Linked DNA regions of Mus musculus: region 2 is linked to region 1. The links are chromatin contacts, called in public HiChIP or PLAC-seq maps. All regions are on one chromosome and are shown on one strand. Each heading gives the region's core, a stretch centred on a gene start, on an enhancer-like site or on the middle of the called end of the contact. The rest is flanking DNA. Distances are from core to core; before and after follow the strand shown. Region 1 holds the start of Grm7 (glutamate receptor, metabotropic 7). Region 2 holds the start of Lmcd1 (LIM and cysteine-rich domains 1).

Evidence for each region. HiChIP or PLAC-seq counts read pairs in DNA pulled down with a chosen protein or histone mark.
Region 2: a contact with region 1 is called in an H3K4me3 HiChIP or PLAC-seq map of stem cell-derived neural progenitor cells, with 8 times the contacts expected there. The contact joins the promoter of Lmcd1 here to the promoter of Grm7 in region 1. A contact is called at or near these places in 2 of 39 promoter capture datasets (cranial neural crest and hippocampal neurons) and 1 of 115 datasets of contacts at active chromatin or transcription factors (stem cell-derived neural progenitor cells).

What each region holds. Positions count from the first base shown.
Region 1 is chr6:110,642,823-110,649,870 of GRCm38.p6, reverse strand. It overlaps Grm7 (glutamate receptor, metabotropic 7), which reads right to left and starts at 4,273. Exons shown (of 10, transcript NM_177328.3): 1 at 3,485-4,273. The coding sequence starts at 4,003. Gm20387 (a long non-coding RNA gene) reads left to right here and starts at 4,476. Exons shown (of 4, transcript XR_001785349.2): 1 at 4,476-5,006.
Region 2 is chr6:112,269,538-112,276,816 of GRCm38.p6, reverse strand. It overlaps Lmcd1 (LIM and cysteine-rich domains 1), which reads right to left and starts at 3,059. Exons shown (of 6, transcript NM_144799.2): 1 at 2,845-3,059. The coding sequence starts at 2,886.

The DNA.
Region 1 (7,048 bases), core at 3,024-5,523:
CACGTTATATAACCTCCCCACTTTAAGCCATTCCCATCCTGTGATTAGTTTTTAAAAATATGTTACTCCTCGTCAGTAATAATTTATGTTTAATCTTTCTGAGCATTAAGAGAGTATTATTCTGCCCGGGCTCAAAAGCAAATCTCCAGAAATTCCTCCCCAATGCTTCTTTGAGGCTGAAAATGCATTGCAGGGCAGTTGCTGTGATTTAATACTACTTGGCAGAGCCCTGGCCACAAGCTAATTTCATTAGCCTCAAATTCCTGGATTAGAAAGACCCACTAGATCTGATTCTTGTTCTCAGACATGTCATTTGCTAACATATTCAGGGAAGATACTGAAGAGAAAAAAAAGGAGGGGGAAGTGGGGAGGGAGGAAGGTAAGGAGGGCAGGAGGCAGACAGAGAGACAGGGAGAGAGAGAGGAGGAGTCTGACCTGACTTTTCCATCCTATCTCTTGCCTTGCACCCTTGCACACCAGTGGGCAGAGAATTCCAAGTGACATGCAGCATTACCTCTGAGTAGCCATCCATGTCCAGCTCCTTATTTTACAGTGTTTCCCACCCTGGCTCTGGCAGAAGCAGCATTTGTTGTACCTCTGACTATCTCATTACCTCCTCCTGGCCCCCAGTGCTCCGCATCCCCTACACTTAGTCTCTAAGTATCTCCTCTCTCAGGCTACAGGCTCATCTCACTATAAATGTATATCTCAACTTATCAGTTTGGCATGGTCCGCACAGCCACCCACGAGAACTGAAGCAAAGAAGAAGAAGAAAAAAAAAAAAAAAAAAAAAAAAAAAAAAAAAAAAAAAAAAAAAAAAAAAAAAAAAAAACCAAATCACTGCAGAGCTGAGAATTCAGTCATTTGGAGGAGTTTATTTTATATAGAGCAATGTTAATTGAACAGAAGCCTGGGGTTCCAGAGGAGCTTCACCTACTCTCCCTTGCCTCTTCCTCTGTTTGAAGGTGCCTATCATTATTCTACCTTAATTCACTTTAATTGTTTTGCAGGATAACAGAACCTGGAAAACTCCTGGAACTTTGGAGGCTAAGGGCCTCTAAAATCACATGCAGGAAAAAAAAAAAAAAAAAAAAAGCTACCAAGTGATATCTACAGAGAAAGAGAAGTATATATTGAGATATATGTTCATATCTATGCACACACACACACTTCAATGTGGGTAATGGCTAAACTAGGGTGCACACTGTTATGCCCAGGGTGCAGCACAAGCCACAAGTTGGAGCATCTCTCCCACTCCCAGCCTCTTCTCAGTAACCGCAGGTGAGAAGCAGGGCCTCTTTTGCCTCAGCTGTACAATCCAACTTGAATAGCTGCAATTTGCAAATTAGAGGAAAATGACAGTGTTTCCTCTGAATGGTTTGGGTTCCAACCCACACTGCTCAGGCTGGCGTTAGTTTCCATCCCTCCCCAGCTCAAGGAAAGAGGGCAAGGAAGTAGAAGACCAGACATTTGTTTCTTTGGAAGTTGCCTCGGTTTTTAAATGCTACTGGGTGAGAAATCAGCTCCCCTGGAGTCCTTTGAACACTGTCCCTAGCTTCATTTGCAATGACTCTCTTGGATATTTCACTCTTCTTCACAGACATCGGTCCATCTGGGGTAATGTCTATGCTCCCATTCAGGAGAAACCCAGGCAGAGAAATAATATTCAAATGTTCAATGCAGAATGAGCATTCCACCTCTCAAGGCTTGGGAGAAGACTGCCAACACACACACACACACACACACACACACACACACACACCTCAGGTATTGTCCCAATCTTCATCTCTTCATTCTTTCTGCAGCTACAGCTCAGCTCCTCCACCCCAAGCTCCCAAACTTCAAGCTTGGAGGTGAACAAAATTCCTTTTAAATGTGATGGCAATAGCCCAGGCTGTTCGAGAATTCAAGCAACCTAGAGTGAAGTCTGCCCTCAAATCACTTTAGGAGAGTGCAAGCAGCAAGAAGTCTCCGGGCAGGCACATTCAGGAGCCATTGGTGTGCTCTGTTGATTAGAAGGGACCCACTAGCTTCAGGGGAGCACTCCTGCTGCTTGAGCACAAAGTTCTCCTGGAGATGATGCAGGTCCTTTGCTGGCCTGGACATCACCCACCAGCAGGTCCCTCATAAAACTCCTACCCTCCGGGAAAGCATGTGAGCAAGAGTCACTTCTTAGACTTGGGCAGCACAATCCTGCAGGCACCAACTTGCACAGCTAAGAGAAAGGGTTGGCTGGATCTGGCTACCACCAAAGGAGTGAGCAAGCCCTGGGTTAATAAGAAAGTCATACTCAAACTGACTTGAGGCAAGAACATGAGTGTGAGAAAAGGAAACAGGGGTTGAGAAATGCCTATGAGGAAGGGAAACCAAACAAGGAAACAGAGAAGCATAAGGACACCTTGTCAGAGTTCCCTGAACTCAATTTCTAACCCTCAAAGCTATCCATTTCTACCCAGTGCAGTGCAGTCTAGGAGACAGAGGCTGCAGGGACCAAAGGCAGAGCACTGCGGTTGGAGCCCTAGATCTGCCTTTTTGAACCCAGGGCATAAGACCTGCATAACCCGCTTTAGCACATCCACTGTTCTTGGGCAGAGCAGACTGAGTTTCCCAGCTTAGAGCCTGGAATTCTGGGTGTGGGGCTGCACTAGTGAGGGAGGGGGACAAGGAGCGCAGGGAGCAGTCAGTGAAAGGGATTTTATTTCGCAGTTAGCATGAGCTCATCCCCAGCTGAGGTCTGAAGTGGCAGCAGAAAGCTAGCTGATCGCCCAGCTCCTGCCACCGGCCGGACTGCAAATGCAATTTAGGCGGTGCACAAAATTGCCAGGAGGAAACCAACTCAGGGGGATCACGTCAGCAGGCGGGGTCTCCCCAGTGGGGCGGATACCCCCATGCCTCTGATGCAGATGGGCTACAGGTCGTAAATTCAACCCCAAAGAGACGGGCAATTATCATCCACATGCGGGTAAACCCCAACCCTCTTTTGAAGAAGGGGTTTCTTGAGGTCTTCGAGAATATTTCCATGGAGTCGAGGTTTCCTAAGTGGCTTGGGCATGGGAAGCTGGGGAGTTGAGAAATGCCATTTTCAAAGCATCTTCTAATTTTTCATATTCCTTGTGTCTAACCTGCTCCCCTAGGAGCCCAGACACTTTTACAAGCCTGTTTCCGAACCATATTTCACTCTAATGCAAACCATTTAAATCATCGCCTTGTTTTTTCCGAAGATTGCTTCTTGTAAATGGGACCATAAATCCGGGGAGTCATGCCGTATGGAGTGGAGCGTGGACAGGGAAAGACATAAAAGAGGAGTAAACTAAGCAAGGAAGATACCTCCTTGGGTGGGGTGGGAGGGATTCGACAGGATCTCCAGGGTAGAAATGTTGGAGTGCTGGCCTGACCCCTGCAACCCATGAAGTCCAAACCAGCTTTTAAGGTTAGAGCGCAGGGAGCCACAGAATGCTCCTCCCCAAAGGGAGCGCCCCCCTACCTGGAAAAGCCTCAAGATGTTGGCTACCATGATGGAGACGGAGCTCCCCGAAGCCCCAATCACTCCAACTACTTTCTCTGGCTTGACGAAAACCGGGGGCTCTCCGTTGGTGCAACGCACGTCGGAGGTGTCCTTCTGGATAAGCGCCTGGACGAAAGTGAGCGACTGTTCGAGCGCATAAGTGTCCCTGGAACAAGTGTCCAGGATCCGCGCGCCTAACGTTACGTTGGGCAGCAGGTTGGGATCGCTGTTGATCTGGTCGAGAGCATAAAGCATAGCTTCCAGCCTGTGGATCCCATTCTCCCTCTTGATGTCGCCGCAGGGCACTCCGCTGGGACCCTTGGCGTGCACTGGGAACAGCCCCCCAAGGGTGACGTCCCCCTCGATCCGGATCGAGTGCGGGGCGTACATCTCCTGGCCGCGCGCCGCCGCCGCCAGCACGCACAGGAGCACCTCCAGCACGCAGCAGGGGAACTTCATCAAAGTCAGGACGCGGAGCAGCTTCCCCAGCTGGACCATGCCGCTCCGGATGCTGCTGCGGTAGCGGCGGCGGCGCTGGAGGGGATGCTGGTGGGCTCTCCCAGGTCCCGGCTTCTCGAGGTGAGCTCCTTTCGGGGGAAGCCCCGGGGACTTCTGTAGGCACAGAGGGTGGAGGAGACAGAGGAGGTGCAGCAGGAGAGGGGTGGGGGGTCCCAGGGCGTCAGCCAGTCTTTGGCACCTGGCACTGTAGCTCCGCTGGCCCGTGCACCAGCTTGCGCTCCCCGCTCCCTGGCTTGCCGCTCGCGCTCTCCAACAGCCAAGCACTGGGGAGAGGGCAGGGATTGCTATCGCTTTAAATGGTCGTTGGGCTCCCTCTCCTCCTCCTCCTCCTCCTCCCACTCCCTCTCTCCCTCCCTTGCTTGCTATCCATCTCTCCCCACCCTTCCCAGCGCCCGCCCTCCCCACCGGTTTGCATCATCACGCAGGGAGGGGCTGCGTGCTGAGGTAAGGGGGGGGGGGTGGAGGAATGGGTGGGTGGCCCGGGAGCCGAGAGGTTGCCTGTTCAGGGGAGTTTCGTGGTCCCCAGGGAATCTGTGGATTTCTGGATACTAGTAAGGGCTAAGTAAGCTCTTGTCCCCAACTCTGTGATGGAAACCTCAGGTTCACCAATACCCACGCCCATGTTCTAGGAACTGCAGACATCCACTTGGGATGAGTCGCGATATTGGTGCTGACTTATGGGGAGCCCCTGAGTCTGATCTTTGACTGTCAGCTCTGGCAGAAAGCTAGGGAGTACAGAAGTGGAGCAGCCAGTGAAAGGGGGCGGGAGGAGAGGAGATTCCAGTCTCTAAAGCTAGCTCAGAAAAATACTGGACATTCTGGAACCGGATTCTTGACTAAAGTCCTTAACCAGAGGCTTCTCCTATAGTAGGTACCCTCTATCCTGGAGGGAAGCTGAAGCCAAGAAGAAATCTAAAGTGGTACTCCACCCTCGATCTTCCTAAGGGCCAAGGCTGGTCAAACTAACCACATTCTTCAGCAGGTCAGTGGGGAAATTAACCACTGATTCAGTCAGTGCTTTTCCTTGCCTTTGCTGCAAGAGGAGACACTAAGAACTCCAGCACTTTCCTCTGTAGTGTTGATAGGTGCACTGCTCCCTTCTACCTATTTTCCAAGATACTCCTGGGCTGGTGACAGTTTTTCTTTACAGTTAAGAAACAGCAGGTAAAGTGGGGGAAGGTAAAAGGAAGTAAAAGGAGCTGGAGAAGTCTCTTTAAAGATGCAGATAGTAGGTTTTTGTGGTTTTGTTGTTGTTATTGTTTGCTTGTTTGTTTTCATTTGCTGCCATGGGATTTGGGGAACAAAGCAAAGAATGCTCAGGCAAGTTTCACTGTAGAAGGGAAAGTACCCCTCCTGAAACTAGCCCATTCATGCAACAAGTGTCCTTAGCTCTCTTACAGGGAAATTTAACATTTCTCTGGGACCTTAACTCAACTCTTGGTAATGTTTTCTGCTGTAGTGTGTAAAAGCTATATTGTACAGATTTGAGGGTGATGGAGAGAAAGCCACAAACAAGAATATGCTTTCTGGTGTTGATGAAGAATCTATTGTTAGATATAATATATAGTTCTGTTATATTGCCTCTACCACCAACTACCTGTGTGTCCTTGGTATTTCAGTGCCTCTGCCTGAATTTTAGTTTCCCCATCTGGAAAGTGATGAGATTGAGTTGGATGTCCTCCAAGTTGTCTTTTAACTAAAATCCTTTGTTAAAATAGGCCATGTCCCTTTGGCTACAGCGTTCTTTTTAGGCCAATATTCTCTGTTGCTTTATGCATAGGGAACCAGGACAAAAAATCTTCAGAACCCATCGCCAACCTTAACTGGCACTGTGGACTTTATGTGTTAGGCCAGGTGCTTCTGCTGGGCATCTGTTCTTCTTCCACATATGAATAGTCCATCACTTTCATTTGGGACATGTTCCTCGCTATTTCAATGCTTATGGTTTGAGAACGGAGCCCTCTTCCTATAATGTAGGTGTGGCTTATTAGTTCATGTGATCATTCTAGCCATAGTGCCATGGTCAAAAGAGAGAATAAAGGTCAACCAGAGTCTGAAGAACTCATCTTTGCCTTTGGTGGAGAAGCCAAAACAGAGGCCAGAGACTGGAGCTGGAGGTGGGGCTATCACTGCACCTGGTCACATCTCTGTAAAGTTGGGGGAAAAAAATAGGCCCTCTGCTTAACCCCTTCCTGTCCCTCTTTTGGAAAACTATCATGCTTTTCTGATTTTCCAAGTACAAGATATTTTACTGTCATCTTCAATGAAACTGTACTGTGATTCACATGCAAATTATATACATTATGCATATCAGTCACCCACTGTCTTGATACCTACTACAGCAATGTACACCCAGCATAATTACATATCATGGTGGCTCCTGCAGTGTGCAGCCAGTCTGTACATTGAGGATGTGCTCTGTGTTTGAATCCCAAACTGAGGTAGAGAGCAATGAAGACAGGGATGGAGAGGGGTATGATAGAGTGGATAGGGTCAGAGATGATACTGATGGGAGAAAGGAAGGAGTAAAAGAAAGAGACACAGAGATAGGGGAATGCATAGTCTAGAAAAACACATAGAGTGGGGGACAAATAGAAAGTCATCTCAATAAATTACTTCAGAACTCCCCCCATCCCCTATCCAGGCATACTTGAAGCAATATTTCTAGGGTTTTCCACTTATATGCATATGTGTTTTCTTTCTATTGTTTGAAGTCAAGAGCAGTCTTGTAACTCTTCTATTGTAATGCCCTACATCAGAATGCTGAGTGAAGTAGTTGGGATAGGGATTCTGTCAATATAGAGTTGTCGAAGCTGCAAAAGAAGAAAAAGCAAATGGAACAACTGAAAGGAATACAGTCAACAGCACACGAGGACAAGGATGCCTGATTTTAAATACCAGTGGCTTGGGCTCTCTTTAGTGAAAATGGAATCTTTCTTTTATTTTGAATTTCATGCTATGCTTTAGAAAGTTGCTACCAAATAGTACTCAGGGATGAGTTACAAGTAATCACTAGTTTTCTCC
Region 2 (7,279 bases), core at 1,810-4,309, 1.6 Mb before region 1:
TTGTGTACCTTGGTGTGTATGTTTGCCTCTGTGTGTATGTTATGTGTGTGCAGTATATATGCATGTTCACTTGTGTGTGTGTGTGTGTGTGTGTGTGTGTGTGTGTGTGTGTGTGTGTGTGTAAGTGCCTGTGATAGCCTAAGGCCAACCTTGGGTATTTTTCCTCCAGGGCTATATACTTTGTGTTTTTGAAACAGGGTCTCTCATTGGAAGTCATCAAGTAAGTTAGACTGGATGTCGAATAAGTCCTAGGGATCTGTCTCAGGGTCAAGATTGCACATATGTGTCACGGCTCTTTATGTGGGTGCTAAAGGTTGAACCCAAGCCCTTAGGATTATGTGGAAAACACTTTCCTAGTACCACTAAGGGCTGATTTTCACCAAGTGATCATATGCTGAGCTTTTAATATACATCATCTTGCTGAGTACCCCAGACACCATGAGAAGTTAACGCCACTATTGCCTTTCAGTTTTCAGAAGCTTCCAGGACACCAAAACAGAAGTTAGTTTCCTTGCCCTAGTGTCTGGATAGCAAGTGGTGGAGCTGGGATTTGAACTCAGATCTGATGCCAAAGCCCGTGGCAGTAAAAAAAAAATTAATAATCACCTGAAGGACAAATTTGTCCTGGTGATTGGTTCCACCTAGTTACAGGCATTTGGTCTTCTTTGTTGCCAAAGAACGTTGGCAATTTCACTATGCTCAGGGACATGCCTGTCCTGGAGAACAATCTCCTTTCCCAAGAGAAAAGCCAGGGATGGCTCAAGAGCAGTCAGTGGCTTGGGACTGTTCCCCACCCGCTGCCCCTGTGGACAAGAGCATGCAACCCACAGAGAGAGGCTGACAGTCACATGATCTCCGAGGCCACTCCAGTTTGGGATTTTATACTTTTTCTTGAAGACCGTTTTATGACTTCCCAGCTGCTGGGGATTCCCACCCCTCCCAACTCGTGGGGGACAGGGCAATGGGGACACTATGAAATCCATGTTAAGCCCTTTCACATTTTGTAAATAGGTCTTTTGCAGTCTGAAACTGATTTAGAATGTCTAAGTGCAATTATGCTCTCTGAAGCCAAATGTTATAACCCACCCCTGACTGCTGATTTTTAAAGTAAATATGCAATAAACTCTTTTCGGATCTTGATAGGACACAGTATTTGTCAGCGCTGAGCCATTTCGCAAGGCCCTCTTGGGTTCCCTTCTCTTCCCTCCACTCTTTAGGGTGAAGACATTGGTTAATCCACCCCCTTGCTGATCTTCCCCAATGGTTAAAATTCCAAGAGGTAAAAGATACCCACCCTTTCATCTTTACCCACTTCATTCTTTCTCTAAGCCTGTAATTGGATCTAAATGGAAAATAAAACCTTCGCAAGCCAAGGAAGTTGGCAACAGACGGTGACATGAAGAGGAACATGTTCCATCTCTAATCCAGAGAATCACACCCTCCTATGCAAGGGACAATAAAAGCAAAGCTTTCTCTAAGTGTGGCCTGGGCTCTTGATGAAGGGGAGGGATCTTTATAGACTTCATCTCACATTCTAGGATGTCAACCGGCTTATAGCAACACACTTGCAAATCATTGACCTCAAACACATGGGGAAAGAGAGCAGGAAAAGTGAAGTCCATATATAATTAGAGACTAGCAGGTATCCCCCACACTCAGGTCTCAGTGCTCTGTGAATTCTGGATGAGAGATGACACTTGATTCTGCAAATAGTCTGGTGAATGCATCAGGGAGATGCCCAGACTAAGTCTGATTGGATGCCATGTGCAGAAGGAATCACTAGGCTCAGGAGTGGGAGGGCAGGAGGTCTGGGGCTTCCCCTCTCCCACCTCCATTCTCCCTGAGCTCTACGGTCTCTTTTTCTCTCCTTTGCTTTTCTACCTCCCACCAAATGTCAGCAAAGGAGAACTTTGCCCTGCAAGATTGAATACTCTGAGAGAATAGCTTAATAATTACTGCTTGGGCATGTTAGCCTACATTATCAAGATTGCTGTTAAAAGTACTGGCTGTCTCTCCTCCTTACATTCTAGATAGGGAAAGAGCGGCTAAGGATTTGAGTTTATCGCTGTTGTACAGCTAAAATGTGCCAGACCAAGGGCCAGGGTTTGAACATCTCTGTCCCCTGCAAGCCACCTCTCTTTCACCCATGCCTCTTATTTCCCCATCTGGGAAGCCATTGCTGCTTTCCTGTCCCCTACGTCTTCTCATAGCCCAGTCTTCTGCTTTCAGTGTACCTCAGGTAAGCAGGCAGCCAGTTTAGAGCTGTAGGCACAGCTGCTGGCCCCGCCTGCAGCAATTTACCCGTGACCTTCTGGGCTCTGGGCCAGCCCTTCTTGAAAGGGAAACGTGCAGACTCTGGGGACAGAAATTAGTTCCCCTGAGCTAGAATGGCTGCTATTGCCAACTGCACCAAAAGAAACTATTCTGTGTGCTGGGGAAACCACACAACTCTGGGAGGCTAGCGAAGGGGGAGGGGCTGCATCACAGTCCCCCAACCTTCACTAAAGGCACATCAGGGGGTTGGAGGGTACAGGCAAGGGAAAGCCAAGACGTTTCCCATGACCACAAATAAGCGTCTATTCCCTCCCTCTAAATTTTAACTTTAGTTCACCTTTAATCAGCATCAATAAAGAACTACGGCACAGTGCAAATACTTTCTTAACAATGGCTTTAAGGGCAATTTGGAGAGGGGTCAACCTGTCACCTCAAATAAGTATTGTCACCTATTCTGTTTTCTGTGCTTTCTGTGGATTTGATGCAACCATTAAAGTGTCCCTAGGTACTCAGTGCGTCTGAGAGCAGTGGGATCTGAAGGATACAGGAATACAGAGGGGTCTCGCTCACCTTTTGCACTCCAGGGTTGAGGTCCTTAGCCACTTTTGCCATCCTGGCGGTGCAGAAACAGCACCTGGCTTCTCAGGCAGGGGCCAGAGGGAGCGCGCAGCCTGGACAGCGCTGCTGAATGGCCAAGTTCAGGTTCCTTTGCCTGTGTGCAGCCGGCGGCTCTGTGCTCAGAGCCGCGCCGCTGCCCGCTTTAATTGGAGAGCGGGACTCCCTCTAAAAAGTGACCAGCCAATGCGCGTGGACACCCACTCCAGGCCAGCCAATCAGAGCAAAAAGCTGCATCCCTCCCTTAGGGTGGCCTCTGCAGGGAGGCTGAGAACTTGGCTAAACTCTACCCTGACGTCAGCTTAGCCGGCTGCCCTGCCACCTCGGGCTCACAGCTGTCCCCTAGGCGGCAGGAATCCCTCCCCACGCCCTTCTCCTTTAAAGGGCAAGGAGCAGAGGGAGGGGCAGAGGAGACCCAGGCAGATCCATTCAGGTCAAAAGAGAGAGCAAATAGGAGAGCCAAGGTATTTTTAGAGAGCTGGGTCCAAAAATAAATGCTGAGCAGTGCTCTCTGCCCACCTCTTCCCCCTTGTCCCAGGGGGGTGCGCGGGGGCAGGTGGTCTCCAGAAGCCTCAACTGACCCTAACCTGGCTAAGGTCTCTAGTAACCAGAGAGAAAAGACTCTAGTACATTATCATTTGTTAAAAACAATAGCCACAAAAATTTTTTTAAAAATTTAAAATATCTTTTTTAAAAATAACTTTTAAACTTCTCAGAGGAAGAAAACAATATTCTTTCTCTCTCTCTCTCTCTCTCTCTCTCTCTCTCTCTCTGTGTGTGTGTGTGTGTGTGTGTGTGTGAGAGAGAGAGAGAGAGAGAGAGAGAGAGAGAGAGAGAGAGAGAGTGCATGTGTGTGGAGGTCAGAGAATAACTTGTGGACATCAATTCTCTCCTTCCACCAAGTGGGCTCCCAGCATCAAACTCTGGTCATCAGGCTTGGCAGCAGCAAATATCCATACCCAGGGAGCCGTTCCCATATTATAGCTTCAAAATTATTTTTATGGTTCCAACTGAGAAAACGAGGAGAGATAGTCAGGTGATCAAAGGTGTGCTCTTCGATAGGACTTGTTTAGTCTAAAACGGTGAGATCGGAACTGGCCCCAGGGGTTGGAGCACGAGACTGTAAAGGATAGACTGTGAAAATTAGTAATTAAGTCTTGCAAGTCTGGATGAGCAAAATCTATCTGTTTCTCACCCTTGGAATGAAGTATCCATGAAACATCTAACAATGGTTTCTGTAAGTTGGCCAGGCTGTTTGCTCCGGAGCTCACGTTGCTCTCGGAGACTGCTTTCCCGACTTCGACTCCCCTGCCACAAGAGAATACAGAACAGGTACCTTTTTATCCAGAACAATCCTGCTTCACCTGTCATGAGGTGAGGAGGCCTTTCTACAACCCACATGGGCAAAATCTCCTGCCAGAAACTGGGATTCCAGTGGGTGAAAGTGAAAGATTGCCTGCAGGAGATCCAATATAGATCTTAAAGTATATCCTTCAGTCTTCTAATCAGAGACTTCCTATTGCTGAGTATTTAACCTGTCGTGCTCTTCCGGAGTCGCAAATCATCGCCAGTCCCTTCTGCCCCAAACCATGATTCCCTTTCCAGACTCCTGGAGAAGGTTTTCCATTGGTGACCTTCCTATATTTCTTTCTCATAGGTGTCTGCTACAATTAGTTTGGCTAACTTTGACTTTTGTTTTTGTACCTTTGACTACAACCATCAAGCATATAAGGGAAGCTCAGAGCACATTAGTTGGATAGATGAATGGTTGGATGGATGGACGAATAAAGACCTGGAGATCTAGTTCTGAGTGTGTGTGTGTGTGTGTGTGTGTGTGTGTGTGTATGAAGAGGCCAGAGGACATCATTGGCCATCGTAAGTCCCAGCCACCATTGATAAGGTCTCTCACTGACCTGGACCCTGTCTGGTAGATTAGGCTAGCTGGCTAGTGAGCTCCAAGAGATCCACCTGTCTTTGTCTCCCCAGTGCTGGGATTATGAGCATGCCATAATCTCATGCCTCACCAGGTTTGGTTTACATAGGTTTGGGGGACTGAGTCTAGGTCTTCATGTTTGCTAGGTTAGCATTTTACCAAGTGATCTCCCTTACTGGGATTCTGACTTTTTTTTTTTTTTTTTTTTTTTTTTTTTTTTTTGGTTTTTCGAGACAGGGTTCCTCTGTATAGGCCTGGCTGTCCTGGAACTCACTTTGTAGACCAGGCTGGCCTCAAACTCAAAAATCCGCCTGCCTCTGCCTCCTGATTGCTGGGATTAAAGGTGTGCACCACCACACCCGGCGGATTCTGACTTTTTATTAACACCAATCAGGACAGGCGAGACCAACAGAACAGGCACACTTCGTCCATTTTGTTCTAACTTCCAAGGTGGGTTGTGTGTGAAATCTTAGAACTTCACTAACATTTCAGCAGAAGTGTGGCCCTGGATGGAAGTGTTCCCATGAGCAGCTCTCTCAGTAGCAGATCCTCAGGACAACAGCGCTAAAGAGAGACATCATGCCAGAAGCTTTCATGTTTCAGAGCAATGAGAACAGAAGCCAGGAGGTGTAACAAAGGCAGGCTTTATCCCTTTCAGCCTGGGCAGAGACCTTCCCAGTGATGTCACTGGCCACTCCTGTCCCAGCCACTTTTCATTTTCCTTGTCTTGAGAAAGCATTGTTCTGGACATCCTGGTAGTTGCATTAACCTCACACTGTGTAGTTTCAGCCTTTCTCTTCTCCTTATCTTTACCTCTGGCTCCAGGAACATTTAAGGATGCAGATGCCACACCTTCTCAGGACAGAGCACTAAGCTACTGTCTTGGGTGCTCTGTCTTCTAATATCTAGAGAATTGCTTACCATGGGCAGACAAGAGATCCCTGCTGTCCTGTAGAACCTGTCCCCATCCCAGCTCCAGATTCCAATTCCTATCCTTTAAATCCTTCTGCAGACCTATGCAGTAAAGGAAGCCCCATAGCCATGGACTTTTATGGCTGCCAAATTAAAGCTTGTGTCTGTTCAGTTACGAGGAGGGAATGCGGCCACTGTATCTCAGCTTCACTAGAGCTTTGAGATACCCACCACTACCACCACCACTACCATCACCAACACCAACACTATACCACTTCTTGATCTTCTTGTTCTCATTCTCCTCCTCTTTCTCCTCCTCCCCCCTTTTCCTCTTCCTCTCTCTCCTCTTCTTCCTCCTCTATGTATGGTGTATGTGGGTACTTAGATGGATATACATGTGGGGGTCAGTGGTCAAACTAGTGTGTCATACCTCATTTTGGAGGGGATAGAGTCTTTCACTGAACCTGGATCTTGTCAGTTGGGCTAGGCTGGTGACTGTGAGCTCCAGAGATCCTCTGTCTTTATCTTCCTAGGGCTGGGATTATAAGCACGTGTGCTACCATGCCTGGCTTCTTACATGGGTACAGTGAATTGAACTTTGGTTCTTTTGCTTGTGTGGCTTTATGGGTTTATGCCTTAATGGAATGGATGAGCTCTCTATTTCTTTAGGGAAGAAAATAGAATTCTGGACATTTTTTTGGGGGGGGGTTGGAACAGTAGCAAGGTCTGATTTTCTCAAGGTTCATTGCTTTGAGGGGCTGGAAATGTCCATTCATTCGTAAGAGAGTCTCAGGCACCTGCCTTAACCAAGCCCTGGCCTAAGTGCTGGAGATACTCCATACATTAGAGACAAATCCTTCTCCTTGAAGATTGTTGCTCCAATAAATAACATCAGGGTTCTTTACCTGAGAAAGCTCTTAGCTTACTAGATCTTGGCCACTCAGAGAAAATAAAAATTCAAGGGCATTCACACACACACACACACACACACACACACCTTCATACACACCACACAATCACACACATTAGTGTATTTGAGTACACTGTCGCTGTTTCAGACATACCAGAAGAAGGCATCAGATCCTATTACAGATGGTTGTGAGCTACCACTTAGCTGCTAGGAATTGAACTCAGGACCTCTGGAAGGGCAGCCAGTGTTCTTAACCACTGAGCCATCTCTCCAGCTCTCAAGGACTTTCTTAATCTGGGATAACAAAACTAGAAATTGCCAGCAGTGAAATTTCAATTCCCAATTCTAAATTGGAGATCTTGTGGTGTCTCCTGTCCCACGTGGTCTTCCCATGGCCCTGGTCATTATCACAGGCTCATGAGCCATTGTCAGGGAAAGAGCAAATACTTGGTTCAAGATAATGCTGTGGATACCATCGACATCCCTCTCCTTATCTTATCTGAGATTTTTGAATGAATCTCACATTCCTTTTATCATTCATGAATGAATCAACTAAAGAAGCAAACACTGGATTGGCCACTAGTGTGGGTACAGTACTGAGGTGAAGTCTTAGCAGCAAACAGTCCTACTGGGAG